Linked DNA regions of Mus musculus: region 2 is linked to region 1. The links are chromatin contacts, called in public Hi-C maps. All regions are on one chromosome and are shown on one strand. Each heading gives the region's core, a stretch centred on a gene start, on an enhancer-like site or on the middle of the called end of the contact. The rest is flanking DNA. Distances are from core to core; before and after follow the strand shown.

Evidence for each region. A called contact is a pair of places that touch in the nucleus more often than the background predicts.
Region 2: a contact with region 1 is called in a Hi-C map of uterus, with 10 times the contacts expected there. The contact joins two enhancer-like sites. A contact is called at or near these places in 5 of 39 promoter capture datasets (the 3T3-L1 cell line, the C10 cell line, cranial neural crest and 2 more), 1 of 484 Hi-C or Micro-C datasets (uterus) and 1 of 9 other capture datasets (adipose tissue).

The regions. Positions count from the first base shown.
Region 1 is chr6:140,057,170-140,063,911 of GRCm38.p6, reverse strand. All of the region lies in intron 2 of Gm45959 (a long non-coding RNA gene), which reads left to right. It also overlaps the pseudogene Gm44156. Among named protein-coding and RNA genes, the nearest start is that of Gm45959, 9.3 kb to the left of the region's middle. Within about 2 kb of position 4,976, at least 4 of the 459 cell types and tissues checked have an H3K27ac peak or open chromatin away from gene starts, as enhancers often do. A contact at or near this core is called in uterus, where this site is marked.
Region 2 is chr6:140,377,482-140,384,063 of GRCm38.p6, reverse strand. No RefSeq gene overlaps it. Among named protein-coding and RNA genes, the nearest start is that of Plekha5, 43 kb to the left of the region's middle. Within about 2 kb of position 2,708, at least 13 of the 459 cell types and tissues checked have an H3K27ac peak or open chromatin away from gene starts, as enhancers often do. A contact at or near this core is called in uterus, where this site is marked.

The sequences.
Region 1 (6,742 bases), core at 3,727-6,226:
CAAAGGTTTCTACCTCATTTCAGAAATCCATTAAACATGACTGTGCTGATGGACCAACCTAATAATTTCAGAGCCTCGTGAGCCAAACATCTACAAAGATGTCACCTCAGTACATTGCATTGTGAACCAAAGCTCTGGGGTGGTGGTGGCAGCGGTGGGGAGTACTTCAAACCCAAACCATTACACCAAGTATTCTCAGAATACCAAAGTTTCTAGTGATGGACGGGTTCTTTAGAAATGTTTTAAAGCAGGCGATGGAATGTGATCTGAACGCCAGACAGTGACATAGCATCTCAGTCTACGGACAGCCAAAAGATCAAAAAAGTTAACGCTGTTGATATGACTTTGTCTAGACCTTTGGGCAAAGAGAAAAATGTTGACAAAAGTCTAACGTGCTTAAGTGGAAAGAAATTCAAATAGAATCTTAATCACCAAAGTGACTGGAGCAGAACGAATGATGTTAGCTGAAATAGTAGTTAATTTTTCAGAAAGTACCACGGAATTAATTTACCCTTGCAATTTAGTTATGAGAAATAATAGTACCAAATATATGGGACCTTCTTGGTTTTAACTTATTACTCTCTGGGAGTAGATGAATGAGCAGGGTGGTTACTTTCAAACAGAGGCACTTGAGGCTTTAATTCATTAGCCATCCAAGAAGGATTAATAAATACTTTAAATAAGCAGCGCTTTTCATATCTGCTCACTAATGAAATTTTAATTAACTATAGAACCAATTATAAGATTCGGTAGGAAATGTTGCTAGATTAATTTTTAAAATGGAAATTAAACCACTCAAGTCATTTTTCTGCTTGGTTTTCTGTAGAAAGCTGTCCTGTTCTTTTTCCTTAATGGTTTCCCATCATTAATGTGAATAATGTATACTCTTCTTCAATAGTCTGCACAGTCAAATTCCTTCTTCTTATTTATTTCATGTATATAAAGTTTCATATATATATGTATGATAGTTTGGAAAGTATAAAGTTATGTGCTACCTAATTTAGATAAATTGTTAGCCAAAAAGAGGCCCCTTTCTATTCTACATGCACAAAACATTTTAAATGTCTTTATATGCCAGTTACTTAAATAGGCTAGACTCTAAAACACAGACATTTGCCTGAAATTTTTTATTAAAATCTCTTTTATTTTCTCATAAAGAAAGCTAAGCAATCAACAGGCACTACTTAAATGCTTTAAAAAATAAAGTTTGCCTCCAGAGCTTCATTATGGCATGTTCATAAACATGGGTCATCATACTTTGTTCTGATTATTCTCAGCCCCCTCTTGATGGTCTCATTTGTCCCTCACCTTCTATTTTACATGTGGTGTGTGTGTATGTGTGAGTATATGTGTGTGTGTATGCGTGTGTGTATGTATGTGAGTATATGTGTGTGTATGTATGTGTGGGTGTATGTGTGTACATGTGTATGTATGTGTGGGTATGTATATATGTGTGTGTATGTATGTGTGTGCATGTATATATGTGTGCATGTATGTGTGTGCATGTGTATGTATGTGTGTGTATATATATGTGTGTGTGTGTGTATGTGTGTGCATGTGTATGTGTGTGTGTGTGCGCACACATGTGTTTGTGTAGTTCCTCAGGGTCTGTATCCTCTGCCCCATTTTGAGATCGGTTCTCTCACTGGTCTGAGGTGAGTTCCAGGGATTCCCCTTCCTGCTTCCTCAGTGCTGGGATTACAGGCATGCTCTTGTACTGTTCCAATAGACAGGACACAGTCTTCCCTGATGCGAATTCAAATGTTTGAACAGTGATGAATGCTCCTGCTGCTGAGTTCCGTAACCTTTCCTACCCCTTCCCTTCCTCCTTCCTCTCCTCCCAACCTACTTCACCCCATCCCATGCCATCCATCCCATCCCACCCTTTTCCATCCCCACATCTCTCTGCTAGAAGATTAGCTCTCAGGGACAGATTTCTCACCTTATAGAAGGCAGACAGCATCAGTGTTCAGACTGAATGAGAATTATGTTTGGGTCTTATGATGAAAAGTAAAAGATAACTCTTAGAGGCCTGGTTTCTATATACTGTACTTTTCCTGTGTCCTGTCTGCAGAGAACAGCTCACACTGTTCGAGAAAGGTCTCTGTTGCAACCATCCTTTTCACAGCCTCACCTCCCACCACTCTGCTTACTAAGGGATGTTTCCTCAGGCTATGAAGAGTTCCAGGTCCCAAGAATACCTGAGTGCTGTCAGTGCTCTGAACTTGGCCATGCCCACTGCTTGGAGTACACCCTTCTAAGAGAGTATGACGGGCCTGCTGGCACACGCCTCTAGTCCCAGCACTAGGGAGGTGGAAGCAGGAGGATGTCTGGGAATTTGAGGTCAGCCTGGTGCCTGCACAGTGAGTTCCAGCTCAGGCAAGGCTCCTTAGTGAGGCCCCGTCTCAAAACAAAACACAAATGACAACAGCAAAATAAGATTTCAGAGGGGAAGGGAGGGGAGGAGCATGGGGAGGAAGGAGAAGGGAGAACCTTAAGAGCAAAGATTTCCAGTAAAAACTAAGGGCTTCTTGTCAGTAATTTCCAAGGCATTCACAAATACGTTCACTGCTCAAGATGGAGAGTCAACAACTGAACCCAGGATTTCACTCCCTGTCTATCAAACACTTCATTTACATGGTACTGAAATTGGGACTATTAAGGTTTTGAAGGTTGCTGCCAATAAACTGTGGGTAAACATCTCATTTCTCTCAGATGGGAGCTTATCTTTTACTCAAATAAACTTACTTCTGAGCCGTTCCATAAGGTATTTAGTCTCTCTTTCTCTGCTTGTTAGTTTTGAGGCAGAGTCTTACTCTACATTCCAGGCTGCCCTGAGGACTCATGGTGATCCCCCTGCCTCAGCCTCCCCAGTCCTGGGATTCCAGGCTGCAGCTTCTATGTCCTACTTCAAAATATATTTACTCTGTTTTTATTAATCTATAAAATATTTAATGTTTCTACTTCAGCTAGCAAAAATATGCTTACTTTTAGATGAAATAATTTTCATGCAGTTCATGTAATTTCTGTCATAAATGGCAAGGAAACTTTGGCTCTGGGTCTATTGCTGAGTTATACAAGACAAATGAACTCCAAAGGACCATTAACAATTGAGACTATTCTCATGTCACCAATTGCTCTTAAACCAAACTGTCCATCATAGTCAATCATGTATTTTTTTGCATAGTTCTTACAAACTTTGGATAAATCATGTTATATTCGATATGAAAATGTTGTCTTCGTGGCTCCTCGTGAATATTAAAGAATCTGATTTTCTCACAACGATTTTTATATTTCTTGTTTGGTTGAGACAGTGTCTCCCATTCACCTTAAACTCTCTTTGTAGTAAAATATGACATTGGGCTTCTCACTCCCCTGTCCTTATCTGGTGAGTGAAGTTTTGTATTGGGATGAAGATTGACCCACTGGGCTTTGTGCGAGATACCCAAGTACTCTATTATCTGAGCAGCCCTGAATTTTATATTTCGAAAAGTATGCATAAATAAACACTTATTGGATGCAAAATTAAGCCTTGCCACCTCCCTCTAACCCCCATATTTAGCTGTTGGCTTAATAATATGGTTTGGTTTTGCACAGTAAAGGTGCTTAGTAAAATTTCCACTATTGAACAAGCTGATCCCACTGTTCTTGGATCTTGATGTGTTTCAAAAATATAGTAAATGCATTATTATAGTACCTCCTTCATGGTCAGCTTGTATTGGATTAAATAAGACAGGAGTGAATGAGTTACAGGCATGAGTCTGGGCATGAAAGAGTCCTGATTTTTTTCCGTGCTCTAAACTTAGAATATTGATTTTAACAATAGGATAAGAGTACCTTGTACAACGAGGCAACTTTGAATTTTTTTTTTTTTTTGTGTGTGTGTGGTCAATACAATAGAAGGGCCCTAAAAAGTTGTCATTTAACATTATTTTAGAAATAATTTTGGGGGCTAATGTGTGTGTGTGTGCCTGTAAAATAAAATCAGGGGTTGGAAAGATGGCTCAACAGACAACAAAGAGCTTGCTGCTAAACCTGACACCCAGAATATGATTCCTGGAACTTCGGGGTGAAAGGAGAATCACCTGCTTCCAGTTGCCCGTTGACCTCCACACATGTGCGGTTGCTTGGCATGAATGTACTCCCCCCTCTCCCACAGTCACACAGTAAAAGATTGCAATAAAAATTTTAAATGTTTAATAGGATTTAAAGAGCCGAGTGACATTATCATAAGAAAAGTCCTCCTTTCTATTCACTACAGTGTGTGCTTGCTTTAATATGCACTGTGCTCTCCTGGCAAATCCTTAAAATCCCCAAATTCTACAGAACTCTTTAAACTTTTAAAGACAAATCTTGTAGCCCCGCACGTCGGTGCGTGTCCGTAATCCCAGCACCTGGGAAAGAGACTGGAGTGTCAATATTGAGTTAAAAATGTACTAGCGGACATACAGTTTTTCTGATTTTTTTTTTCTGAGGATTTTAAGGATTTGTCAGCCAAAGGTTTCCACTGTAGGGTACAGTGTTCTTTTCAGTGACACCTTTAATATTTACTTTCTTCCTCCCTTACAGGACCTGTTCGCTGCTAGTGGCCAAGTCACTTAGTCTTCAAGAAGGGCTGGGATGAAGGCAGGAACACCACAGCATTAAAGATCAAAAGCTAACTTCAATATGCAAGGTTCTCAGCTTTGCTGTCCCCCCTGAAGTCTCTTGAGCTTTGGCCCCAGCCAGAGCTCTGTGTCCAGAACAGCAAGCTGCTCTGTGTTTTTGGTGAATCTGACCCTTTGTACCTGGTGTCTCCGTACAGTATGTTTCTGTAGTTATGTCTGTGGACTATTAAAGGAACAAACCAGAACAAGCAACGAATGGGAAATTTCCAGAATATTGTAATAAAGTGAGCTGTCCAGAGCTGAGGGGCAGAGTGTTCGGGGAGGGAGGCTTTGCCTTAGACTTGATAGGGAAGAGCACACAAGCCACATCCAGATGGTTTGCCAGCGGTGTCTGTTTATGTCATCAGAGGGGGATCTCAGACAGATGAATAAGGAACGCTCAGTCCTGTGTCATGTTGGTCGTCTTTAGGGCGCAGGGATACACAATTTAGTTTGTCATGTAGGAGATAAAGAATGGGCATTCTTAAGGTTAGTGTCTGGCCTTGTAACCCATAAATGAAGGGCTTGTCTATGTCTGGGGAGAGTGAGGGGAAAGAGTCGAACTCTCTATCTTATTGAACTCAAAGCTTCTTTAGTTGTGGGTCATAACCCTGACTGGGGTTGTGTAACTGAATGTAAGAGCTATAAAAATCTGGCAAGTGTAAAGGGTTTCTGGAGGCACAGAGCCCCCTAAATTAATTCAAAATAAAACACACAAAAGTTGAGTTGTCTTTGGTAGTTACTGTTCACATTGCATCATGGGGAATCAATGCAGCCTCAGGTCTGAGAACGCATGTGCAGCCTCAGATCTGAACACGTATGTGCACTTTGCACTCTGCGCACATCACACCCCACGACACCATCACAAGCTGCCCGAAATGCAGCTCAGAATGGAGATCGTTGCATGCCAGGAAGCACAGTGTTGCCATTGTACATCTAAAGGTTTCTATACTGCCATAAAGTGATGTCATTATGGATAACAAAGACTTTTAATATCTTGCTACTATCAGTCCTTGGCATGCATTAGCATATTGCTGTGCTGTACTGTGTTTGCTAAACAATCCCTACCATCTCATCAGGATGCAAATTGATTTTAATCTTTAATAAATGATTGAATCATATGTACACTAAAGAATCGCTTTAAAATAAATTTGTGATTGGCCATCAGTCAATATTTTGTTTGTACGTTGTGCCCCTGTAAACCTGAGGTCGTGTAAAAGTTTCTCGGGTGGAGAGAAGTCATGATGGACAAGCTTTAAGACGTCTTGATGGCTCCAGTGCTGCAGCAGCGTGGCCGCCCCCCTTTCACCCGGCTGAAGAGCTGGTACATCTGGGTGAAGTTGGGTAGCCTGTTCTCACCCAGCAGGAGCTCCAGCCCTTTCTGCAGAACTGCTGTCAAATGTTCTCCTAAAAGCTGTTTCTCCACACAGGCAGCCAAAGGTTTTTGTGTGCTGTGGTCTAAGAAGGTGATCACTCGGTCTGCTTCCTCTTCTAGACGTTTCCTCACATGGCTAAGGTATTCTAGAACCTCCCTGTCCTGCATCAGCCTCTGACCTTCAGCAGCATAGACAGTCTCTTCCTAGAACTTCAGGTTAAATGAGTCTTTCTGCACCCGGAGATCTGAGAGTGTGCTTAGCAAACTCCAAAGCAGCCTCCTGTCCACAGCCTCTCCACTTTGTTCACGACTTTGGGACAACCATTGTCATCAATCCTGAGAAAGACAAAGACATGGTCCAACACCTGCTGGAATTTGAGGACAAAGTGGACCACATGGTGGAGGTATGCTTCCAGAGGAATGAGTGCTTCATCAACCCGATGAAGGAGTCCTTCGAGATGTTCATCAACAAGAGAACATACAAGCCTGCAGAGCTCATTGCTAGGTGATGAGGGCAACAAAAAAGCAACCGACGAGGAGCCGGAGAGGATCCTGGACAGGATCATGTCTCTATTTTGTTTCATCCATGGTAAAGACGTCTTTGAAACGTTTTATAAGAAAGACATGGCAAAATTGCTGCTGGTCGGGAAGAGAGCGTCGATGGATGCAGAGAAGTCCGTGCTGTCCAAGCTCAAGTGTGGTGAGCTCAGGGTGGGCCGGT
Region 2 (6,582 bases), core at 1,459-3,958, 320 kb before region 1:
AAGGTGGACTTATGGCTGCCCATGTGACCTGGTAGTTGGATCCAGCCCCAAAAGTGGGGGCTTGGCCACTAAAAACACCAAAAAACAAAAACAAAAAAACAAAAAAAAAAAAGAAAAAGAAAAAGAAAAACCTCTTTAAATAGGATGGTGTTTGATCATTGTCCAAGCAAATTAGATAGATGATTAACCCAGGGGAACAGAGCTTATTAAACATTCTCATAACAGAGATACCTTAAGATTTGGTACTTGGGGTGGAGGTGAATTGACAGATGAAAAAACACATGGCTGAAAATTAGAAGAGCGGAAAGGAGCCGGGTGAGTCATTACCATGACAAAGTTCATGAGTGATTCCAGAGACCCGAGTAGGGTTAGAAGTACACAGGAGCAAAGGGAGTTTGTCTTGGTCTACCACTCAAAGATACACAGAATTTGCTTTACATATGGTTAATTTCTATTTATCTCTTTATTTACTTATCTATCTTTTAAGCCTTGGGGTACTTTGTTGAGTGTGCTCTTCTACAGCGTGTATGGAACTGGGCTTACAACCAAACAAGACCATTTGTGGAATTCCTGTCAAGGCTCAGGTGCAAGTTTTCTAGGCAGCTGCAATAGACTACTACACACTTGATAACTTAGATGAAAGGCATTTATTTTTATCACAGTTCTGGAGGATTGATGTCCAGGTGTCTGCAGTGATTACTTCTGTCTGAGGACTGTGAGAACTGATCTGTTCCCCGCCTCCTCTCCAGACTCTGCAGGGCTTCTGGCAAGCTTTGGTCATCTTGGTTTGTATGTGTTTTGGTGATACCTCCACATCTATAAGTACACAGCCACAGTCTTACCATGGGTAAGCGTGTCTCCTGACCATTCTAATCATAACCTAGAATGACCTCAGCTGGAGTACAGATATTTTTAATCTTTCTATTTGAAAATAAGATCACGTGGTAAGAGACAGGAGATTAGAGCTCCACCTAGGAATTTGGCCAACATCAGCGCACTCCTGGGGTAGTTTTCTTCTGTATGCCTTCCCAGGTTTCTTATACAGAATTAGTACATTTTTATTTCCCCATGGACCTTGGAGGTCAGACATTACACTTTCAGTATGACTATTTCCTGGTAAATACCTGTCACAAGTAGAGTACTTCTATCTGCCTTGAACTGTTGACTATAAAAGTCTTCTGATTTCTCTCTCACTTTTTGACACTTTTGGTTTTCTCATTCTAGTTCATTCTGAAAAAAAAAATATCCATCCTGCCTTTATTTTTGAGACAAAGCCTCATGTATCTTCGGCTAGCCTCTTAGGATATAGAGGTGAGTGAGACCCTGAACTCCTGATCTTCCCACCTCTACCTTCCGAGTGCTGGGACAATTCATGTGTACCATCATCGTGCCTGGCTCTAGTTTACTGGTTCTCAACTTGTGGGTTGTGACTTCCTTGTGGTCCAGTATCAGAAGCCATGCACACCATATATTTATGTCACAATTCATAACACTAACACAATTATAGTTATGAACTAGCAACAGAATCACTTTGTGGTGGTGGTGGTGGTGGATCACCAGAACATTTGGAAGATTGAGAACCACTGGCCTCGTAGATCTAGGAGGCTAACACCGTTTCTGGGCAAATATTGAAGAAAAGACCCTAAAGGGTCATAGGTGAATGCATGGGCAAGGGGAAGGGGAGGCCTGAGGCTAGTGAGCCTAGAAGACTCTGGAACACTATGCCTAGTGACATGCATCTCTTTCTTAAAGATGTTATGCACATGTGTGTATATGTATACATATACGTGCTATATATTATATGTATTATAAACGCAGATGTCTGCTGACTAAAGAGGCCATTGAGGAAGAGTTCCCCGTCTTGCAATCATGCATATGTGTGTATATGTATACATATATGTGCTATATAATATATGTATTATAAATGCAGATGTCTGCTGACTAAAGAGGCCATTGAGGAAGAGTTCCCCATCTTGCAATCATGCATATGTGTGTATATGTATACATATATGTGCTATATAATATATGTATTATAAATGCAGATATCTGCTGACTAAAGAGGCCATTGAGGAAGAGTTCCCCATCTTGTAATCATGCATATGTGTGTATATGTATATACATATATGTGCTATATAATATATGTATTATAAATGCAGATGTTTGCTGACTAAAGGGGCCATTGAGGAAGATTTCCCTCTTTTGCAATCTGCTCCTCTTCTCCCGTCACTTAGAAATTTTCTCAACCACAGTGATCGGCATGTCAGCTGTGATGATTGGCATGTCAGTCAGCTGCGATGCTATGATGCTTGCGAGAACCCAGAATACACGGTGTGAGGAGAGGCCCTTTGCCACGTTTATAATACATACATAATATATACAGGCAGAAAGTTTCAAATGCTCTGGCAGTCGCCACAGAGACAGGTGGCTGCTTTATTGCTACATCCAAATAAATCCAAATAAATCACACCTGTGAGTTCCACCTGAAAGCAACACAACTTAAAAACAATTGGGCGGGAGGGCTTGCTATTACACACGAATTAAATATCCATCTCTCAGTCAGTTTACTAGCACTACAAGGTTGGCAAGAGACTGGCTCAGTGAGAGTGAATCCCAGGGGTGATTTGGTGTCATCAAAACCCACTCAGTCTCATTGCATCAGCTCTGGGCAGACTCCCACAAGCCTGCAGCTGAGGACACTGGAAGACAATAAGCAGTTATTTACTGCTCATGTGCTTATTGGTCAGCTGGAGCTCCCGCCTCGGGTCATGGGGTCTTCCAAGCAACACACAGATGAAAAACCCAGTTGCCAGGACACAGCTCTCGATTTTGCATGTGTTACGCTGACATCTCATGGGTCAAATTAGCCGCGTGGTTACATCCAGTGCTGAGATGATATGGAAGCACACGCCTCCCTCCCACCACCCACCCCATGGAAAGAGGGAGATTGGAAGGAGAGATTAGATCCGAGTCAGTCCGTGGATCTAGGTGTCAAGGTCACTCAGCCTGTAGTCATGGTTATAGAAGATCTGATCTCATGACACCGTTCTAGCTCTCTCTCACACTACTCTTTTCCGTCATGATTAAAAAAAATGTATAAAATCCCTTTTATTTATGTTTGGACACACACACACATGTGGAGGAAGCAGGCTTCGAGGTCTCATACATACTCAAGCTATGTCTAGTGTAACAGTGTTCTGCAGCCTGTAGATCAAGATGTAGAACTCTGAGCTCCTTCTCCAGCACTGTATCTGCCTGCAGGCTGCCATGCTTCCTGCCATAAAGATAATGAACTAAACCTCGGAAACTATAAGCCAACCCCAGTGGAATGTCTTCTTTTATAAGGGTTGCTGTGGTCATTGCTTCTACATGGCAATAAAACCCTAACTGAGACAATATAATATTTTCTACTTCCTTCAATTTTCTTGTAAATTTCATAATGTTGTCTTTTTTATAGTGGAGGAAAATTCCCTTGTGTATACACACCACATTTTTCATTATCTATGCATCAGATGATGGACATTGAAGCTCAATTTCTTAGCTAGTTAATTTCTTTGTGGCCATATAGAATACAAGGAATTATTTCAGTCTTTCTTACTTGCTAAGACTTGGTTTTGCCCTAATATATGACCTATCTTGGAGAAAGTTCCATGGGCTGCTGGAAGAAATGTGTATTCCTCAGTATCTGGATGGAACACTCTGTGAAAATCTGTTAAATTCTTTTTATCTACGAAGTCATTCGATTCAGATATTTCTCTTTTTATACTTGGTCAGGATGACCTGTCAGCTGCCGAGAAGAGCATGAAGGCTACTCATTATTATTGCCCTGAGATTAACATGTGACTCACCTCTAATTTTACTTTGTAAATTAAATTTTATGTGTATGGTTCTTTTGCCAGCATGTATGTCTGTCCATCATGCCTTGTGGGACTGTGAAAGGCAGCCTGTTTTGGTTGAATGAGGCTTGCTCCGGAGACTCAGTAGAAAACTCTACAAGGGACGGAACAGTGAGCCACATTCCCAGAGACAGGTGCCTGACACCACAGAGCCCCAGTTCCATAATTCTGTGACTATCAGTCACGCAGATAAAGCCCCAAGCTCCTGGCATTCCAGCTAGAGTCTACCATCACAGTTACCTGACTATAGCCAGGCGTACTCCTTCCCAGAGTTACCTGGCAACATCAAGGTCACCCAACCCACTATAAGAGGAGCTGCTTGTCCCCCTTCCTCTCTCTTGTCTCTCTCTTGTCCCTGCTTGTCCCCTTCCTCTCTCGTCTCTCTCTTGTCCCTGCTTGTCCCCCTTCCTCTCTCTTGTCCCTGCTTGTCCCTCTCTCTCTTAAGCTCTCACCTTTCTTACTCTCATCTCTAGCTCTCCTTTTCTCCTCCCTTCCCCCCTTCTTTCCACGTGGCTATGGCTGGCCTCTCTCTTCCTTTTACCTTCTCTATTTCTCCCTGCTTTTCTACAATAAAGTTCTAAAATCATAGACCATCTCTTCTCACCAAGGCCCACCGTGATGGGATATGATTTCCCCTAAAGAGCCGCGTCTAAGTTCCCACCAGAAGGCCTTCCTGCACTCCAGCCACTGCCTGGACGAAGGACTCTCACCCTCGTGGGAACCATCTAGTGCCTACTCTCTTCCTGTCCTCTCCTCCCTTCTGCCCTGGGGATGACCAAGCCAATTTGTTCTCAGCTCTTCTTCGGTGTCCAGCGGCATCTGGGATGCCCAAGACTGAGAACCTGTTATTTCTGGCCTCAGTGAGGCCCAGAGACATTGGACTGCCCCTTGTCCACCCCCTGGTGGCCAGCCTGGTCTACAGAGTAAGACCAGGGTTCCATGGCTTCCCACAGCCAGACACCCACAAGGGGCTGCGTGGAAAGCGTGCAGAAATCCTCCTGTGTCTGCCTGCCCAGAGCACCAGAACTCTGGTGGGAGCGGGTTTTCTCCCACTCCCTTTATTCCCCCAAGCCCACTGCCCTATAATGCCTAGTGCCAGGGCATATGAGAAGAGGGCATCAGATCTCCTGGGACTGGAGTTATAGTTTTAAGCTTCCTCTTTTTCAGGCAGGGTCTTATTCTGTAGACCAGGCTGGCCTAGAACTCCGGGACCTGCCTGCCTCTGCAGTCTTGGGATAAGAGGCATGCACCACCACTCTTCTTATGTGTGTCCCATGACTTGTCTCCCATTGTGCTTCTACTGTCCATCTGGGTATCACTCCCTAAGGAGAAAGAAAACATATCTGGAGATTGAGGCAGTAGGATTGCTGGGTTAAGGCTTGCCTGGGTCACAGACTGACTTCAGGGTCAGGCTGGACAACTGAGAGAGACCTATCTCAAAATAAAAAAATAAACTAATTCGGTAGTGTTGTACTTGGCCTAGCTGCCTGTGATCTGTAGGCCTCTTTGTCCCCCTACACTGTGTCCTGCACCATTGTTAAACCATAGTTAATGAGTGGCTCTAAGTGGCAGAATTTCATTGACTACCTTCCCCTTTCCCCCAGGTGAGGCAACTCAAAGGAATTATGTGGCAGTAATAGCTATAGAACTCATAGCACACATCTAAAAGGATGCACACTCATCTCCATATCTGGAGTGCTAGGGATAAGAACATCCAAGATGCAAACGGCACCTGCCCTGTTGGAAATACAAATTCGGGACTATGTGGGTCTGTGTGAACTTCAGGAGTCTGGGTTTCAGGTGCCTGGTCCGCAGCCTGCACACTTCACACGGATAAAGGCTGAACTCCATCCGTCTCAGTCATCTTCACTCACCTTCTGTGAGGAACTAATATTCAGGTAGTTCTAGAAGTATTTCCAACATGCCACACTCACTGCATGTTTCCTAGGCTCAGCCGTCTTTCTCTCACGTTCTCCTCACTCAGGCTTCGGCTTCAGGTTTATGAAGTGGATTATAATTATATTACATTATATTAGGAGCCTGCTCATTATTTCCCCAACTTTAAGTCAATTAGCCACATGTTACAAGTAACCAATACAATGGCTGTCAAATGCTAGCATTTACCAAGAAGAAAAACGATAGTGGGGCCAAATCTAACTACACACACACACACACACACACACACACACACACACAGAGGAGTGGGGGACAGAGACATACATACATTCATACATACATACATTCATACATACACACATTCATGCATACATACATTCATACATACATACATACTGAAGTAAAGGGAACTCCCAATTTTTCATTCATCAGAATTGCATCTATCAGTAACCGCTGTGGAAACCTCTGGAGACAGCCTTTCTTTCATGCACAAGGGATAAAACACTGAGGTCACAGAGCCAAGGTTCTAGAAGATGAAATGAGTAAATACGCAGTTCTGTTTGCATTTTCCATCTCCACAATGAGGAGAAATCGATAGGTTTACAGAATATGGTAATTGTTCTGCTAAGTAAAGGTTTCCTGAAGAGAAGTCTTTCTACCACAGGGGAGCCGATGATTCGCAATAAGTGACTTATTCTTCAGGGAGTTTTCCATGCTTAATTAAGGTTACGCTGGGCCAGCACCACAGTGGGAAAGCATGAGAAGGCCACTGCCAAATTCATCGTACCTCAAA